Regions from separate parts of the Mus musculus genome. Here region 2 is linked to region 1. A link is a contact called in public promoter capture Hi-C data. All regions are on one chromosome and are shown on one strand. Each heading gives the region's core, a stretch centred on a gene start, on an enhancer-like site or on the middle of the called end of the contact. The rest is flanking DNA. Distances are from core to core; before and after follow the strand shown. Region 1 holds the start of Etfb (electron transferring flavoprotein, beta polypeptide). Region 2 holds the start of A230056P14Rik (RIKEN cDNA A230056P14 gene).

Region 1 (6,588 bases), core at 1,138-3,637:
CTTAATCTCTTGAGCAGCATCCTCACAGTACTGTCTACTACCACCAACTACTGGACCCGACAGCAAGGGGGGCACAGTGGCCTATGGCAGGAGTGTACCCATGGCAAATGCTCCAACATCCCCTGCCAGAGTGAGACCTTCACCTGCCTCTATATCAGACCACACTCCAGAGCCCACCCCTACCCCTAGCTCCAGATGGGCCTTCCATACCAGGCGCAGACCCAGATGTCCTTTACCCAAAGGCTCTTTCTCCCCAGGCCTGCCTTGCTGTCCTCTCCCTACCAAGTCCTCCGTTCCCATAGGAACACCTGTTTCCAAAATGCAGTCAGATGAGCTCTAGATACTCATGGTGTGTGTGTGTGTGTGTGTGTGTGTGTGTGTGTGTGTGTGTGTGTGTGTAGGGGTGAGGATGGCCAGAAGAGCCCAGGGATGTTCTTTCATGGCACCAAGGCGTCTAGCTGATGCTACCCTGTCTCTCCAGACACCGTGGCAGTGTCCGCAGCGTGCATGGTGTTGGCAGCAACCTTCAGTATTGTAGCTTTGGGGATCGGGATAAGGATTCAGTGTCGAGAGGCAGAGTCACGACGTAGCCAGAATACCATTGTCTTACTTTTCCTCAGCGGTGAGAAGGCAGTCACCCCTATGTAGGAGGGGTGGTGGTGGTGCTGGTGGTGGTGGCAATTCTGAAGGAGTTGGGCCGAGAGAGTTTGACTGCCATGGTTAGAAATGGGAGGGGCCAGGGGGCAGCTGACAGTGGGGATGTTTCTGACTCTTTTCTTCTGCTCTTGGGACTCTTCGCCTCCTGTTGCGTTCTCTTGCCCATCCTCCGTGGGCTTTTGCCTTGTCTCCTTGTATCTCTTTTTGTCCTGTTTGACTGTCCTCTCTTGGAGACCTACTCTACTCTGAAGAGGAGGAAGTGTGGGAGGGGAGATGAGGGAAGCTGGGAGACGTTGAGGGAGAGGAAACTGTGGTCGGGATAGATTGTATAAAGGAAGAATCTATTTTTAATAAAAAAAGAAAAGAGGAGGAGCAAGAAGCCCACGAAGGTGAAGCCAAAGGGAAGCTGGGCGTGGTTTGATAAGTCAGAGACAAGGGCAGTTCTGAGGGGTGGGCTTGGGTGCAGCTTCTACCTGGCCACGCTCACCTGACGGGTGGGCGTGGCCCAGGGTTGCTGCTGCTGATTGCCTTGGCCGTATACACTTCAAAGAATGCCTGGAAGCCAGAAGTCTTCTTCTCCTGGTCCTACTTTTTCGGATGGTTGGCTTTACCCTTCTTGTTTATTGCGGGTAACCAGCACGAGGGGAAGAGGGTGGAGACTACCCCTCTAGAGGACTCCCCTCCCCAGAAACTTCCCAGTCACCTATTCTTCCTAGCAAAGTCCACAATAACTTCCAGTGACTTCCCCGCCCCTGCACTCCAAGACACCCGATGGAAACGCCCTTGGAACCCCCATCCCTAGCTCCCAGGCAGGCCAGATCATCCGCCCCATAGCCCACCTTCCTTCCCCGGGCTCTGTACTCCCTTCCTGCCAGGCTTCTGCTTTCTGCTTGCCGACATGATCTTGCAGAGCACCGAAGCCATCAGCGGATTCCCGGTATGCCTATGAATGCGGCCTGCCTGGGGCAGAATAAAGGAATGGCTTTTAGCCTCGCCCCTGCGTGCTTTTCTGCGGAACGTAGAGACAGAAGCTTGGAGACTACAGAGACACGGATAAAGTGGCTTGTAGAGAGTTAAGGAGGTCAGAAGGAATGTGGGAGGGTAGGAACGGAGACTTGAACCCTGTAACGAGGTGTGTACCCTGGGGATTTGCAGATGCGGAAGCAGGGAGAGGGTGTAGGGACAAGCTGACACCGGGTAGTCCTAGCGGATGTAGGCGTAGAAGAAGGGGCGGGGACGAGCGCACCCGGGGAATGCACGGGGAGAGAATATGGGACTCGGGAGAGTCATAAAGCACGCAGTCGCGGGAGGAGGTGGGGATGAGCGGACACGGGAAAATCACAAGGAAGTAAAGTGTAGACGCAAGGATAAGGAGGGAATCTGCAGAAAGAATGCGGCGGCAAGCAAGTGAAGGAAGGCCTTGGGGGCGTAGGAAAAAAGGCACAGGGTGCGCGTGGGAACACAGACATGGGGGCTTGGAGTGCTGAGAAAGGAGGGATCTAGAAGTGAATTGCAGATCTGGGGACAACAGGAGTTACGAGGAGAGCATTAGGATAAATAAGCCCTCAGCAAACTTCACTCCTAGGAATGCCCTTTCCCCTACTTCTGTGCAACGCCCCCTCCACCCAGCGGTCCGCCGTGGACCCCGCCTCTCCCTGAATTCCGCTTCCTATTGGCTTTTTCTGAGTTGTGCGACGGTTGATTGGTCGGTGTTGCGGCGCGCAGGCGCAGAGACAGATACGGGGCGGAGTGTGTGACTATCTGGATTAGGAGCAACCTGACCCGGCCAGTGACTGCTGCAGGAAGATGGCGGAGCTGCGCGCGCTCGTGGCTGTCAAGAGGGTCATCGACTTCGCTGTGAAGGTGACTTTCCCCACCCCGACTAGGTCCCAGCACCCTGAGACCGCAGCTATGAACGTCCAAGAGCAGGAGCGTGCCCCACATAAGAGAACCTTTCAAAAGTCAATTTCTATTGCCCTTTGACCCGACGTCAGTCATACTTGGAGCAAAAATCAAGGGCTGTGAGATTTTGACAATCAGATCCTTCTGAGGTGACGACCCTTTTCCCCTCTCTCTCAGTCCCTTGATAACTGTGGGCTGGAGGAGTCATGGTCCCTATTTAACACGTGGAGAAACTGAGGCACAAAACTGGCACTTAGCAAGAGAGAATCAGAATAGAGAATTCTATGTGGGGCCTGCGGTTTCATCACTCATTACCTTGCAGGCTGCACTGTCTGCTCTAAATGTACAGCCACATGGAGAGCCATCTGGTTCCATGGGACTCAGAAAGCGCCTCACCCATATAGCCATGGGATGCTTGTCGACAGTTTTTTATTTAGGAAGGGAAGGAGACCTGTGCTTGCTGGAGAAGCAAGTTCAAAGGAGCCAGCTTAACTAAGACTTTGGAGTGTCCGTGAGCAGTCTGAGGGCAGCACCCCTGAGGCCCTGGGTTCTCCTCAGAGAGAAGCTGCTGTAGCCAGCATTGAATCAGACTGGGTTCCCAGGCCAGTCTCTCAATGCTTAGCCTAATCTGTACTGAAAAAAAGATGGTGGCAATTCATGTTTGTCTGTCCCCATTGTCCTGTGATCCCCCTTTGTGTCCTTCAAATTTCCTAGCATAAGGAAGATGCACCCAAGAGACCCTCTGAGATAGGTAAAAACGGGCTATATCATTTAATACCACCATCTACGTACCGCAGTTGAGGAATGAGACAAGAAGGATTCAGGAGACAGACTCAGACTTAATGTCCATGACCCAGACAGCACACATGGAAGTCGGCACAAAGCACCAGCAGATATAATTCCTGTACAGAGATTGATCCCTTTGTACAGCTTCTGTACTCTCAATCGAACAGGGTGGTTGAGGAAACCCAGGCCCGTGGAGGCCCTGTTACTTGCCAGATGCCTGCCCCCTGCCCCCAAGCTGGGTAAGCAGCAAGAATCAGGAGTCTGGGCAAGTCTGACTCTCTGCCTGTTTGCTAGAGAGAAAACGGGTTGGCTTGAGGTGGCTTCTAACAGCCTGTGACAGAGATGGTGCTTCCAGGTTTATTGAGATACATGTGGGTTTGTGGGCAACTCAACCACCATTAATTTGTTTGTTTATTTATTTATTTATTTGGGTGTGTGTGTGTTGATGGGAATTAAGCCCATGACCTTCCAAGTGCTAGGCCAGACCAGCACCACTGAGCTATAGCTCCAGTCTTTTTCCATTTTATTTTTAAAATTATTATTATTATTGACAAGGTATTTTTATTATAATTTAAATTTCTAAAATGATTTATTATTTATTTTTATTTTATGTGCATGGATGTTTTGCTTGCATGCATGCATGCGTGAAGGTGTCCAATACCCTGGGGCTAGTGTTTACAGACAGTTGTGAGCTACGATGTCCATAGCATAGGTCCCCTGGAAGTGCTCTTACCCACTGAGCCATCTCTCCAGTCTCCTCTAATTAGGCCTATGTGTGTGGATATGCACATAGAAGAAGTATAGGTGCCCCTGCAAGCTGGAGTAGAGCATTAGCAAACCCTGAAGCCAGTTATAGGTAATCGTGAGCTGCCTGATGGGTGTGTCAGGAACTGAACCTGGGTCCTTTAAAAGAGCACCAAGTGTTCTTAACTACTGAACTATCTCCCCAGCCCCTAGAGACAGTCTTATTTAGTCCAGGTTGGCCTGGAACTCACTAAGAGGTCGAGGATAGCCTTGAACTCCTGATCCTCCTGCCTCTACATCCTGAGTGATGGGATTACAGCTGTCTACTATCACTCCTGGGTCTCTACATCTTATTCTGAGGCGTTTAATTGCCCAGGCTGGCCTCAGACTCTACATCCTCAACCTCTCAACTGGCTTTGATGCTGGGCCTGCAACCCCGTACCCAGTACCCTCACCACCTTGAATGAACTCTAATCCCAGCGCCTCCTAGTGCAAAGCTTGGCCCATGGTCAGCTAGGCTGTGTTCCAGTATGAACCGAGAGCTTAAAGGTGAATACGGCATGGTGTCCTCTTTTCTTAGGGTCATGGCACTTCCCTCTCACACTGTGCAAGCTTCCTACTTCACATCCAGTGTCTGATGATACCCTCTTTGAGAAAGGCAGTGAGTCAGACCTTGCTACCCTGACTCCTGATACCATCTTTTCATCATCTGGTTACTTGGGCCAGACTTAGGTACCATCTTTTCTCCTAACACTCAATGTCAGAACCCACGGACTGTCAGTTCCCAGCCCCAAACCTTATACAGCACTGTTTCCTTTCTGACCCCAGGCCCTATCCCATTAACCCCTGTCTCACCTACAGCCTAACCCTAGCCTCCCCCTGAGATCTTGGGCTTTCCCCTCCAGCACTTTCTCATCCAGCCTCGGGGACTTCCTACATGCAGGGCTGACCTTGTCTTGGCTCCCCATCACTCTCCATACAAAGTCCCACCTTCTCAGGCTGGCTTTGGGACCCTTGGTTATTTGGTTCAGCCATCTATGGCTGGGGACCTTCTAGGTCTTGGGACCTTCTCCTCCCATTTCTGCTTCCAAACCTCCAGCCTGTACTCTGTCAATTGATTCCTTTGCTTTGGTGTCCTTTCTGCTGTACTCTCTAACATCCTTTTCCTGTCTTGACAATTGTGACCAATTGATTACATCAACATTGAATGAATCTCCTCTCTCCTGAGGTCCCCCCTCCCCCCGAATCTTATCCTGTAAGCCCTTTCCAGAGTATATTGTAGTCTTCTTGTTTACCCCAGTGTGCCACCTGCACCCCCATTTCCAGACTGGCAGCTCCTTGCAGACTGAACCAAGTCTCTCACCCACCTCAGTGTTCCTGGTATCACCCAGTTCCTCATGATGTTTGTTCTCAGATCATTTTTCTGAGGCCTTGTGATCCTTTGCTGAAGATCATGGTGCTCAGAGGCCCTACAGTTCCACGCCCACTCTCCTGCCATGTAACCAGTATCACTTTTTTAATGGGCATTCTGGAATTTGAGATCTTCTGGGGGAAACAGTTGTCTGATGTGTTCACCGTGGAAACAGTCTCAGGCTGCGGGCATCAGAATGGTTCACCCCACTGATAAATGACCCTTAAGATTATTTTTGTTTTATATGTATGAATGTTTGCCTGTAAATGTGTTATGTGCAGTATTTGCATGTATTGCCCTTGGAGGCCAGGGGAGGGCATCTGATCTCCTGGAACTGAAGCTACAGATGGTTGGGAGCAACCACGGGAATGCTGGGAACTGAACCCTGGTGTGTTGCAAGTGCAGCCAGTGCTCTTAACCTCTGAGCCTCATTCTCTTCCTATTGACAGTAGTGCTTATGGTAGTACATACTTTCTGAGGGTTAAGTAATTTTTATTTATTTATTTATTTGAGGTGGGTCATGCACATGCCACAGCACTACTGTGGGAAGTGAGTGGGCTCTCTTCCTCCACTATGTGGGTCTCGGAGATAAAATTCAGGTTATCTGGCTTGGCAGCAAATGCCCTTATCTACTGAACCATCTCAGTGGCTCAAAAGTGTAACCCAGAGTGATTTGGAACCCTTCATCCTTCTACCTATGCTTCGTCAGCATATCCTACTGGCACTTGTCACCACAGTTGGGTTTACGTTAACTAACTCCTTGGAAGAGTGCCTGGTGTGCAGTGAGTGCTGTTAACGATTTGGATGGCCAGTGATGGAGGTCTCTTTAGCAACTTCCTTAAAATATAACTGGTGCTTGCTCAGACAGGGAGAAGGAAAGTATTAATAGGTATTTGGCCACTCAGCGAGGTGCTTGCTTCTGGCCAGGAACACATTTTCCATGAGGGTTAGCCCTCTGAGGTAACCAGGAGAGGCTGGAGGATGATCTGAGGCCCAGGAAGGCTGTGGCCAGCTGTGAAGTGGCCGCCGCACCCCTTTAGTGCTTAAGGAAACACTGGCTCCCACACCTTTCCTTCATTACCCTCGCT
Region 2 (6,588 bases), core at 1,260-3,759, about 13 Mb after region 1:
AAGTGGCACTATAAACGCAGGCTCTACTTAAGAGCAGGTATGCTGTTTTCTGGGAAAGGAAAGATTACTATGGTTGAGTCTAAGTGAGCAAAGTTATGTGAGATACCACAGTAGAGTAACATTCCAACATTACATGTTAGACCACACAGGAGCCCTATAAGCAAGACACAAAGCCAAAAAATATGAACACACCTGCAATCCATTTATTCTTACTTAAAGTCCTCACAGAACTTTATACAAGTGTTAATTTCAAATTTATCTATACAAAATCAATACAACTAGCTATATACAAAATGTTATAGCTGGGAATGTTTTAATCTGAGATATGTGCTTAGTTCTACAATAAAGAAGTATGTAGAACTTTAGTTTGTCAAGTAGGGAGTTTTAAAGTCTCTAATACAATTTTTACTAACTATAACCTTCATGTTATACATTAAATCTCACAACTTACTCTATATACCTGTTACTTTGCATCCTTTGATGCAAGTCTCTCTTCAACCCACCATCACATGTCATGTCGCTCTACAGAGTTCTTGTGTCTACCACAACAAATGCCCTCAAATAAGTCAGATTTAGGTAAAGCTTTTTATATTTTCTATAGAAAAAAATTGGGTACTATTTAATCATATGTGACTCATTTTATATCTTCACAGAGCTTCAAAGTCAGTAGAACTGCTTTCCTTACATCAAAGGGCTACCACTTCAAACAATATCAGAGGATAGTGTTATTTCTCCTTGACAGCCACAGAAAACACATCTCAGAATGTTAGGCACTCATGAGAGGATCACTCAGAAAAGAGATTGGCTCTACTAATCCTGACTGCCATATCATCTTAAAATGTTAGAACTGAAGGGTCTCCTTATGGAGTCCAGGCTGGCCTTGATCTTGAAATCATCCTGTCCCAGCCTCCGGAGTGCTGGAATTACAAGCTTGTATCACCATACCTGGCTGTAAAAGTTCAGCTCTTAAGTCTACTTCTACATAATGTTTACTACTATCTAAAGCTTATAGCAGTCTCAGCTTCAGGTTTAGCTCATTTTTCTTGTGTGTGCACACCTAGTAGTGGTATTTCCCGTATCTGTGAAAAACTAAAGAAAACAACATTATCAGTCATTCTCCACCTTATTTTTCCTGATGGGGCCTCTCAATCAACCTAAAGTTTACTGACTCAACAAGACAAGCTAGACAAGAGGTGGGCAGGAACCTCCGGGCAGTGGTGGCGCATGCCATTAATCCCAGCACTAGGGAGGCAGAGGAGGCCAGCCTGGTCTACAGAGTGAGTTCCAGGACAGCCAGGACTACACAGAGAAACCCTGTCTCTATAAAAATCAAAACAAAAAACAACCAAACAACCAAACAAAAAAATACTACAGAACCTAATCTCCGATCTAACTTAGCAATACTGTTAGAAATTAAAATTTTAACTTACATGTAAGTTTAATATGGTCTTTCTTTTAAAAAACAGAGATGATTTATTCATTCTCATTTTCTTGGAAACGCTATCCTTTATTCCCATTTAAAGTATTTAACCACGGCAGAGTAGTTCCACCCTGGAAAGAAGAAAATATGGAAGTAGGTGAAAGGACAGAAAATTACTAAATACTTAGATATATAGTTACTGGCCTTCCTGTTCTTTCACTTAGTAAGTACTGTAAGAGCTTCTACATACAGCTTACTGGAATGAAAAACGTCAAATCTCAGACTTCCTCTTTTAACTTTAAAAATAATTAATATGGTATCAAACGGGCACATGATATAGAATCTAAAGAAACTGCACTCAAGACCACTCCTAAACTAAATGCCTTGCCATTATCGTAGAGAAATCAAAGAAGCAGGAACCCCAAACCCTGCATTTTGTGTAAACCCTATTAAGTGCCAGGGAACTGAGTCAAGCAAGCTCAAAACGTTACAGCAAGCCGAAACCATCTTCTGAAAACTCACGAAGGCAAATAAAACTGATATGCAGAACTTAACGAGTACGCGACCGGACAGGGCCAACCAGCCAGACTTCTGCCGGATTGAATGGCAATCAATCCGACTCACTGCGGATCACCAGGGAAGCTGCGTCCACCCCAGAACACGCGAAAAAGCAAGTCGCCCCGGGGCCCTTCTCCGACCTCAGGCGGCCGACACAGCCCGCAGCTCCGCCCTGGAGCTCGCTTACAGGAAGTAGCTACCTTAGGGCCGTCGCAGGCCGGCGGGCGACTCGGCTCCCTCCGGGACGCGACCCCGGTGCCCGCTCAGACCCCCACGCAGGCAGCTCGCTCCTGCGCGCACACAGCCACCGTCTCCGGCGACGTCCCGCGGGAAGTTCGTGCATCCGAGACTGCAGTGAGCGCCGCCTCCTCCATGGGAGAGCCGAGAGGAGCCTACCTCGGACAGCCTTCGGCCGCACCGCGGCCAGCACCAGAAGAGCCGCCGAGAACCTGCCGGGAAACCTGGGCGCAGACTAGTGACGTAAACCGCGCGCGCTGGGCAGGCACAGCTCAGGCCCCGCCTCCGCAAGGCTCTTCGCCCCGCCCTGACAGCGAGCCGGAGGAGCCGTACCTTCTAAGGTCATCTTTGCTCACCTACTCATCAAAAATCCAGCCCTGTTATTTAAAATCCGATTTCCTGGGAGTCTTCACGTGGGACCTTTGGGATGGAGGAGGTGGGTTTGACCGCAAAGGGCGGAAGTGGGCGGGACAAGGAGGCAGGTTTCCAGGGAAGAGACAGTAAAGCTTGTGGAGGAGGACCTTGTGATTTGGACAAGAGATCTTTTCCACGAGATGCACAGGAAACAAAGTAATAGCTTTTTCTCGGCTGCTTTTGCTTTGAAAAGACCATTGAAGGCTGCTGAAAATCCTTGTTTACAGGATATGTTACTCCAAGAACATTTGTTTGGGTGTGTTTGGGAGGGAGATCCTTGTAAAATGAATTATACATTTATTGAAACATTAAAAACAGCACTGTAGTTTTCCTATCTCCTATGCTAATGCTTTGGACGTGATGGTCTAAAACATTGAGGGAGTGGCTAAGTAGCTAATTTAAAAGCTACTCTGCTGTGAACTTGACAACCAGATACCCAAGTGTCTTAGAACTGGCTCTTGAGGACTTATTTTGCTCAATTTTTAGGGTAGGCTAATTTCTAGATGACATGCAAGTGGGACTTTGATGATCAGGTAAATACAGAATGACTCCAATTTTTCCACCTTTCCATGTGTCCACAAATTTTACAGTACCTGCATCTCCACTCTCCCTGAATCTGCATTGGCTGGGGGAATGGTATTGAGCAAAGAAAAATGCAATGAAACTTGATAAGAAGCCCGGACTGGTGGGCAGGAGGGAATAATGGAGAACAAATGTAGTACAATGTAGACCAGGAACAAAGCCACCATACTGACTTCCTTCCTGGCTAACTCAGAATTGCTGGCAAGGGTCAGGTTGGTTCACATCAGCAAAACTGCCCCACTGACCCATCGGCCTAAAAGAAAGAATAAGTGATTGCCACCTCATTTTGGTTTAAATTGATAGGCAGCAATAACTTAACTGATAAAGATGGCAACAGACATCTCCAAAGACCTGTTGATTATCATAAAGGCACTGGTTGGTTCATTTGAACAGGTGTGTGCCGTATGTGGGATCAGCATTGTAATTTAACCGTGGTAGAGAATTATCTTGTGGCACCTCCCTCTCCCTTCCCTTCCTCCTTCTCACTCCCTCCTCCCCATTGTCCTAAACATCCAAGGTACAGATCCTTCTCATCCATCTGCTTTCATCATTACAATCCTTTAGCTACTGTCACACTCATTATCTGGTCCTCCAAGCCAGTACTCACATCACACAGTGGAGTGAGTGTGGTGTGTGTGTGTGTGTATGTGTGTGTGTGTGTGTGAGTGCCTATTTAGTATGCTGCGGGCTCCTTAAATGCGCAAATCATTTTTCTAAGTCATAATGTTCCATATCTAATATTGTGTGACTGTTCAAGCAGTGATCATGGGTACCTTTAAAGTTTTAAAATCTAATTTTTGTAGGCCCTTAGGAGACAGAAACAGCAGGATTGCCACAAATTGAAGACTAGCCTGAGCTACATACACATTTTCAGGGAAGCTTGGTTACAGCGTGAGACATTGTTTCCAAAGGAAAACAAAACAAAAGAAAAGTTAAATAATATTGTAATTCTCATATGTTCCTGATGGAATTTAAACTAGCACAACCTTGGGAAATGGACTGACAGCTTCTACAAAAGTTGAATATAGTTAAACATGGTAGCAGATACCTTTAATTCCAGCACTTAGAAGGCAGAGTTCAACCCAGTCTGGTCTACACAGGAAGTTCCAGGACAGATAGGGCTATATAGACAGATGGTGTCTCAAAAAAAAAAAAAAAGCTAAACATACTACAACCATATGACCCAACTGTTTAAGTTATCTATCAAAAAGAAATGAAAACATTCATATAAGCATGAGAGAAATTGTAAATAAATATTCTATAGCTACAGCGGTTATATTTGCAATGACAACAAGCACACCTGTACACATCGCAAATAGCCTAATGTGAGTGGGAAACTAGCCAGTAATAAAACGAAGTGAACTACTGATAGATGCTATAAAATGACTGAGTCTCTGAGAAGTGAAAGCCAGCCTCTCCTTGTACATAAAATATCTGGCTAAGAGAATTAAAAGGAAATGGGAGCTGGAGAGAGGGCTCAGCTGGTAAGAACACTGGCTGCTCTTCCATAAGACCAGGGTTCGATTCCCAGCACCCACATGGCAGCTCACCAGTGTAACTCTAGTTCCAGAGGATCTGGCACCCTTGCACAGACAAACATGCAGGCAAACACATCAATGCACATAAATAATAATAAATCTTGGAAAAGAAAATCTAGGGACTAGGAAGTAGCACATAGTGACAAAAAGTGATGGTGTGGGCACGGAGGGGCAAGAAAAGCAGGTTTCAAGGACCCAAAGGAAACTGGCATAACGACTGTTTTCAGTTTTGTTCCTGATGTGACTTTCATCACATACACTGCATGATATGCTTGTGGTGGTTTGAATATGCTTGGCCTATTATTAGGAGGTGTGGCCTTGTTGGAGTAGGTGTCACTGTGGTGGTGGTATTTGAGGTCAGATATGCAAGCTCCACCCAGTGCACAGAGAGTACCCTTCTCAGTGCCTTTGAATCAAGATGTACTCTTAGCTCCTTCTCTAGCACCATGTCTGCCCCAATTAAATGCTGTCTTTTATAAGAGCTGCCTTATTCATGGTGCGTCTTCACAGCAATGGAATCCTAACCAAGAAAACACACTAGATGATTACAACCTCTTATGTGCCAATTATACCTCAATAAAGCAATTAAATCCTGTTTGTCACTTCTACAAAACCAGTCAAGATGCATAGTAGTTTTTTGTTTGCTTTTGTTTTCTGAGACCAATTCTCACTAGGTAGCTATACCTATCCTAGAACTCACCAGGCTTTGAACTCACAGAGATCTACTCACCTCTGCCTCCCCAACTCTGGGATTAAAGGCATGCACTACTGTACCCGGCAGATAGTATTTTTTTGTTTTGTTTTTCAAGACAGGGTTCCTCTATGTAGCTCTGGCTGTCTTGGAACTTGCTCTGTAGACCAGGCTGGCCTTGAACTCACTGAGATCCACCTGCCTCTGCCTCCTGAGTGATAGGATTAAAAGCCTGCACCACAACGTCTGGACTTAAAACAGTATTTTTTAAAGTGCGGCTAATAAATAGGTTTTTTTGTGTGTTATATTATCACAAAAGCACAGAACTGAAGAAAAAAATCATATTTTTCTTCAGAGAATGGTCACAGATAAAGGAAAGCAGCAAGGGCTGAAGAGATGGCTCAGTGGTTAAGAGCACTGGCTGCTCTTCCAAAGGTCCTGAGTTCAATTCCCAGCTACTATATGGTGGCTCATAACCATCTGTAATATGATCTGATGCCCTCTTCTGACACATGGGTGTACATGCAGAGAGAGCACTCAAACACATTAAATAAAGCTTTAAAAAAAATTTAGAAAGAGGCAGGAAGAACAGACAGACTCTAAACAGGCACACTCTGATATATAAGAGGGGCCTTTGAAAGGATGTAATGTTTCCATAACCAGAATAAAACCTGAATTGAACTTTCGGTTCCAGAGCCTAGAAACCAACCTGTGTTGTTATAAACCCCCAAATCTGTGGTAGTTGAAAACGGTCAAACTATATCAAATTTGGAGGAAGAGAAGATAGCAAAAGCCCCAGATATCTTAAGGAACTATAAAAAGGAACAATTTTATATACAGGCAAAAAAAAATTTTTTTTTGGTTGTGTAGTCCTGGATGTCCTAGAACTCACAAATCCACCTGCCTCTGCCTCCCAAGTGCTGGGATTAAAGGTGTGCGCCACCACACCCGGCTTATATACAGGCAAATGAGTTGGACCATTTCTCTCCATCTGGTTCACTGTTTCATTTATTTTACTTAGATTGTTTGTATTTTGCTACTTAGTTGCCTTGCCGCCCATTAACACAGCCCAGTTCCACTCTGAACCCCTTTTCATGTCCTTGACTGAAAACCCCTCTCTTGGAAATACTAACAAAGTTTTTGGCTTT

The links. Promoter capture Hi-C pulls out the DNA fragments that hold promoters and counts their contacts.
Region 2: a promoter capture Hi-C map of pre-B cells shows a contact between it and region 1, with 3 times the contacts expected there. The contact joins the promoter of A230056P14Rik here to the promoter of Etfb in region 1. A contact is called at or near these places in 2 of 39 promoter capture datasets (liver and pre-B cells).

What each region holds. Positions count from the first base shown.
Region 1 is chr7:43,441,685-43,448,272 of GRCm38.p6, forward strand. Etfb (electron transferring flavoprotein, beta polypeptide) reads left to right here and starts at 2,388. Exons shown (of 6, transcript NM_026695.3): 1 at 2,388-2,520. The coding sequence starts at 2,464. It overlaps Cldnd2 (claudin domain containing 2), which reads left to right. Exons shown (of 5, transcript NM_028849.1): 2 at 1-130; 3 at 482-622; 4 at 1,167-1,286; 5 at 1,533-1,636. The coding sequence ends at 1,606.
Region 2 is chr7:55,960,022-55,966,609 of GRCm38.p6, forward strand. It overlaps A230056P14Rik (RIKEN cDNA A230056P14 gene), which reads left to right and starts at 2,510. Exons shown (of 6, transcript NR_015495.2): 1 at 2,510-2,651. It overlaps Nipa2 (non imprinted in Prader-Willi/Angelman syndrome 2 homolog (human)), which reads right to left and starts at 2,472. Exons shown (of 7, transcript NM_001256130.1): 1 at 2,179-2,472; 2 at 1,431-1,551.